Regions from separate parts of the Drosophila melanogaster genome. Here region 1 is linked to region 2. Evidence: chromatin contacts called from public Hi-C data. All regions are on one chromosome and are shown on one strand. Each heading gives the region's core, a stretch centred on a gene start, on an enhancer-like site or on the middle of the called end of the contact. The rest is flanking DNA. Distances are from core to core; before and after follow the strand shown. Region 1 holds the start of lncRNA:CR43832 (long non-coding RNA:CR43832). Region 2 holds the start of IntS6 (Integrator 6).

What was found. Hi-C and Micro-C count contacts between places; a contact is called where the count stands out from the background.
Region 1: a contact with region 2 is called in a Hi-C map of the Kc167 cell line, with 2.6 times the contacts expected there. The contact joins the promoter of lncRNA:CR43832 here to the promoter of IntS6 in region 2. A contact is called at or near these places in 5 of 107 Hi-C or Micro-C datasets (the Kc167 cell line, the S2 cell line and embryo) and 1 of 6 datasets of contacts at active chromatin or transcription factors (the Kc167 cell line).

Annotation. Positions count from the first base shown.
Region 1 is chrX:6,591,815-6,594,592 of dm6, forward strand. It overlaps lncRNA:CR43832 (long non-coding RNA:CR43832), which reads right to left and starts at 1,255. Exons shown (of 2, transcript NR_073634.1): 1 at 1,111-1,255; 2 at 719-1,043. It overlaps Pat1 (Protein interacting with APP tail-1), which reads left to right. Exons shown (of 8, transcript NM_132100.5): 3 at 1,547-2,133; 4 at 2,275-2,499; 5 at 2,570-2,671; 6 at 2,751-2,778.
Region 2 is chrX:5,745,760-5,748,530 of dm6, forward strand. It overlaps IntS6 (Integrator 6), which reads right to left and starts at 1,495. Exons shown (of 2, transcript NM_132025.3): 1 at 1,013-1,495. Rtel1 (Regulator of telomere elongation helicase 1) reads left to right here and starts at 1,988. Exons shown (of 7, transcript NM_001272333.1): 1 at 1,988-2,771. The coding sequence starts at 2,110.

The sequences.
Region 1 (2,778 bases), core at 5-2,504, 850 kb after region 2:
ATCTCAGGGTAAATACTTGGGGTTAACTAGGTTCTGAATATTAATAGTGCTCTCCTATATTTCCAAACTTTACATGTTATAAGTTATTATCGCAAAATGGTACAAAATGGTAATGGTACTTTCCTATGATCTTATTATTGTAATATCTTTTTATTTTGCGGAATTCTTTATGAACATTTTATAATTTTTGAGCTGCTCAAAACACACACACACATTAGATTCCCGAAATTATGCGCATGCAAAAATGTACATAGATTCTTGAAATCAAGCAAGAATGAGGATCCCTAAACTTCGATGCCCAGTTAGTTCTTATCTGAACTCTCCATACTATACACATATGTATTTCGCCACTGGCAATTACCATTCTCTCATACCCATTATCAGTGAGTATGAGTGAATGGGTGGCGGGGGCGGGGGGGTATGGGCACTTGTCTGTTTGTATTTGCTTTTCCGCTTAAATTGTTTACACCCCAACCAACCACCAGTTCGCCCATTAACCCATGGCAAAAAAAAAAAAGACCTTCGCTAAGACGGAGACTGCGAATATTGTATATGTTATATATAGATTAACACTCAACTCCCACCCAAATGCATTTAGATTTCGTTGACACATTATGATTGGCACCGATTTAATTGTAGATTTTACTATAACCGATCGTTAAGCGTTATCTGTACGAGTATGTAAATAATAGAGCAACCTAAAGGGTAGACTGCTGATAAAGTTCATCATCAATTGAATATGCATTGTTTATTTTCACTGATCAAGAGACTGATCGAATATCGTATATGACAACCTTCAATTATCGGAATTTATTTTATTATATTGCGATTACATAGTAATCCAGGAATAAACTCCATCATCGTCGCTGTGCCTAGCGATCCATATGTGTACCTCCGGATGGATTCCATTCGGACGAAGGCCATCCAAGTGGACAGGCCGGCCAGACCAGACCCACAGGTGGTTGCGAATGCACATTGCTGGGCAGTGCCAGCGTGCTGTGGTTTCGATTCCATACATGGATTGTCATAATATGTGGCAATTACTGTGTAAATTATAAACAGAAGCGACATTGATGGGCGGGGGGGACGGCGCTCTATAAATAAACCAACCAGTCGGATGGGTCCAGCGCCCTTTGATTGTCCTGTTTGCAAATGGTGGGCCTCGCTCGGGGATCGGGATTGGAAATGGGAATGGGAATGGGATTGGGATTGGGACTGAGACTGGAATGGGGGCTGCAGTGATGCAGTGATGCATGGACCTTGCTTAAATGGCGCAGCTGCTGGCTGAAGAGCCATTGAACTTGCTGATAATGGCTAAGCAAATTCCATTGTCCGCTGATTGGATGTAACATTTCTTTTCTTCACTTGGTTTACTTCTTATGTAGTGAAAACGCAAGTTGAACTAAAATTATCGATTATGAATTGATGGAAAAAAAAATACTCCCTTACTAAAGTGTTTTGTAGTTGGTGACCTATTTTGGTTTAACGGCTCAATGGTGCTTTCACTCAAATACCTAATTACCAATCTTTGTTTGAACATCCACAGATGTCACAGCAGGAGTCCTTGAAGGACACGCTGCTGGAGGAGCTGGCCCAGCTTGAGGTATTCGCTCGACTCGTTCGCTATCCATTTGCTCGCAGTCAATTGCTGCGCATAATGGCCTCACTAATGGCCAGCCAAAAGATGCTGGCCAAAAGACTCAGCGAGAACTATGTGTCGCGCTATGAGGTGGTGGCCGGTCACGAAGAAGAGGAACTGGAGTCGAGTATGGATACAGTTGAGGATCGCTCAACGGAGTTCAGTTCACTGTATACCTACGATTCCGAATCTACAAATGCAGACAGCATCAGTGATTTTAATGACGAATTCAGTGCTGATATCGGAAGCATAGTAGGTCTCCCACACCGGAGAGCAACACAGGAGGAACTCGATGCGATCAATGATTCTGGCCTCGAGGAGCTGTCCGCCGTTGAGCTGCAGGTCATAGATCTGGGCCTGCGCCTCGGATCGTTCCTCTCGGAGGCTGGATGGATGCAGGAGAGCATTACCGTGCTGGCATGCCTTAATGTAAGACTGAAGGATCTGCCGACCCACAAACACTGGTTGCAGTTTCGACTCGACTGCCTGCAGCGGTAATTTATATATTTCTTAAGTCAAATTATCAAATCAATCAAACAATTTGTAATTAAATTTAAGAACTACTATTTATGATTAGTATTTATTATGCATTCATCGATAAGAACTAATCAAACAAACATATATCCTTCGTATAGCCTTTTGTATGCCGAATCGGCCCATTGCAACTTCAAGGAGGCAGAGAAAACCTACGCGGAATTGATGGGTCTGAACAAATGGCTCAATAAGAGCGTGCCAAACCAGCTGGTGGCCATAACCTACAGTCAGATTTCGGCCATGTACTTTGCCCGCAATGAGTACAAGAACAGTCATTTGTGGAGCGGTCTCGCCATGCGATTTTTAAAAGGATATGCGAATCCACGGTGAGTTGTGTTCCCTGCCTTAAGTTTAGCCTGGTTATGCGTGGCTTATTTCAAACTTAATCCCCGACAGCACCATCATCGATGTTCTGCGCCAGGCGGCGAAGGCCTGTGTCGTTAAGCGGGACTTTGCCCGGGCCAATCTGCTCATCTGCCAGGCGGTGCGACGCGCACGGTAAGCAAATTATTCCACCGATTCGACAGCATTTTGCACTTCTCTTTCTTTTATTAAACTTTTTTTTTTTTCCCCACAGCGAGTACTTTGGCCCAACGCACCAGAAA
Region 2 (2,771 bases), core at 245-2,744:
GATCACTCGGCGATCGCAGGCGTAACCCACATCCTTACACCTTAAATTAGGTCAGCCAGTCTAAATGTGTTTTTACCGGAGGAGCCGTAATTGTCTTGAATTCGAGTGCAAAACATTCAATTTCTATTTGAATAAGAGCGCAAACACATACGCACACTCGCGCACATGGACATGCACACACACATTCGCACACACGCGGCTCGGTGTAGTTGCCAGATACCCCCACTTCGGACAGGTATAACGTTGAGCGGAAATTAAAATATATCTATTAAGTTTCACAAATTTTGTCTTAAGTAAAAACAACACAAAATTCGTATTAAACGAGCGGTGTGTGATTTATCGTTGATCTGGCAACCCTGCTCCGACGTGTTGGAATGGTACGGGTGGCTGCGGGGGACGAGTCGGCCTATTGTGTTTGATGGCAATCCACAAAGCTCACACACACGTTTAAACCAAAACGATATAGGGCCGAGCACTTCAAGTAATCGAGTTTTTTCCGTCTAATTAATCTCGGCGCAGCGATGTTTTGGCCAACAAAATGACACGGCTCTTTGTCGGAATTCACTTATGCAGCAGCGGCAGGGTTGTCAGAGCTCGAAAAACGGTGAAGAAATAAACACACTTTTTCTAGTTGTTTCGCATAAATGGGGGGCGGCAAAGGGGTGCAGGGCCTTTGATTGGTGGTCATTTTTCATTTGGATGACCTTAATTTGCATGTGATAATGCTGATTAGTGCAGCCGCGTTATCGGCACGGTAATCGTTATCGCCAGAGTTGCAAGCGCCCGCCCATCGACAGCCCGCCAAAGCTTTCGAATTTGAAAATGTGTGGACATATTTTAAAAGTGCGATTCTAAGGATCGCATGGTTAATATTTTAGATCTAAATTTTCTATCTCAAAAAAAAAAAAAATGGTACAACATTCATACACAACTACACCGGCAGCATCTTCGAGTGAGAGTTTCCGGCCAAAAAAAAAAAAAAAAAGAATAACTAAAACAAAAACGCACTCACAAGAAGAGGAATGTTTCTCCTCCACCCAATACTCGCAATAATTTTCGATTAGCTTCTATATGCCGCGCCACGATTTTTTATTCTGTTATATTTTTACTTTGTGCCAACAGAAATTTATCACCACCGCGCGAGAGAGCGAGAACACACACGCACACACACAGCCAGAGTGCGCTCTCTTTCGCTCTGCCGCCGAGGTGCATAGGCGAGAACGACCGACAGACGCGACTAGCGGTCGGACCGACCGACCGAACGACCGTCGCTATCGCCGTCCCCCTCTCGCTCGTAGGTTTGTATCGGGGAGTTGTTGCTTACACGCACTCGCACACATACTTTTGCACACTGGCGCCTCGTCACTGTTGTTGCATTGCTGTCGTCCACTCCTGCGCTTCTTCTTCTCTTGTTCGACTCGCTTCTCTTCGGATTTTACTTTGCTGCCGAGCAATAACAACACAACACTACCGTTCTCAAAGTTCGAATGATTTGATGCCGTTCTGTGTTTTTTTGGTGTGGCCGAGAAGCGCCAAATCAGTGGGGCCGTATCGCGGCGATTCGGAAAAGCCGAGCGAAGGGGTCACGATAAATGGATTTGTGGTTGAATTAACTGAGTTTGTAATAATTGATGTCAAATATTTACTTACCTTGTTAGGGGATTTATATGTATGCTGCACATTTAATCTTGAATGCCATTAGTTCATTAGTTTGGTATAATCCATAACATTCACTTAAAATGTTATATCGTTAATCTTTGATCCAAATAAACAGAATCACAACTACAGTATTCCCTCCAATGCTAATAAGTTTATAAGTTTCAGTTACTATTATCCATAAGGTACCATAAACACGATTGCAGCACTTTGGGTGGTGATTAGTACTACTATTACGTTTAAAATAAACTACGCAGGGTTTGACATGCAAGTTGTAAACATTTGACTCGGAGTTCAAGATAACGCTATAAAATTACTTAATCAGGGTCCACTGTACTCTATCGATAGCGATAACTGACCACCTACACAGACATTTATTGTTATCGACCAACGAACACATGTTCACTCCGATTTGGCGCGTAAACAAGTAAATAAATAGTATTATTAAGAATAATGCCGGAGAGCCTGATCGCCGGCATTCCGGTGCACTTTCCGTTCGAGCCGTACCCGGTTCAACGGGCGTACATGGAGAAGGTGATCCATTGTCTCCGCGATGGCACGAATGGAGTCCTGGAATCGCCAACCGGCACGGGCAAGACCCTAAGCTTGCTGTGCTCATCCTTGGCCTGGATCCGCACCAGGCAATCGGAGCACCAAAAGCAGATGGTTAAGATGGAGAAGGCAGATTTTTCGGGTCTTGGAGGCGGAGCACCTGGGGGAGACCTGTCCGAGCTGGCCAAGACCATGGGTCGTGCGAATAACTGGGGCGTGCCCAAGGTCATCTACGCCTCGCGCACCCACTCCCAATTGACGCAGGCGATGCGGGAACTCAAGAGGACAGCGTACGCTAACATGAGATCCGTGGTTCTGGGCTCCCGCGATCAGCTATGCATTCATCCGGAGGTCATGCGGGAGCAGGGCAACTCCAACAAGACCAACATGTGCAAGCTACGGGTGCACTCCAAGACCTGTTCATTTCAAATGCGCGTTGAGTCGCGAAAGGATCATCCCGATTTGCGCGGACCCACCATCATGGACATTGAGGACCTGGTCAAGGTGGGCCAGCGACTCAAGATCTGTCCCTACTTCGCGTCTCGGGAGTTGGTTCCCCAGGC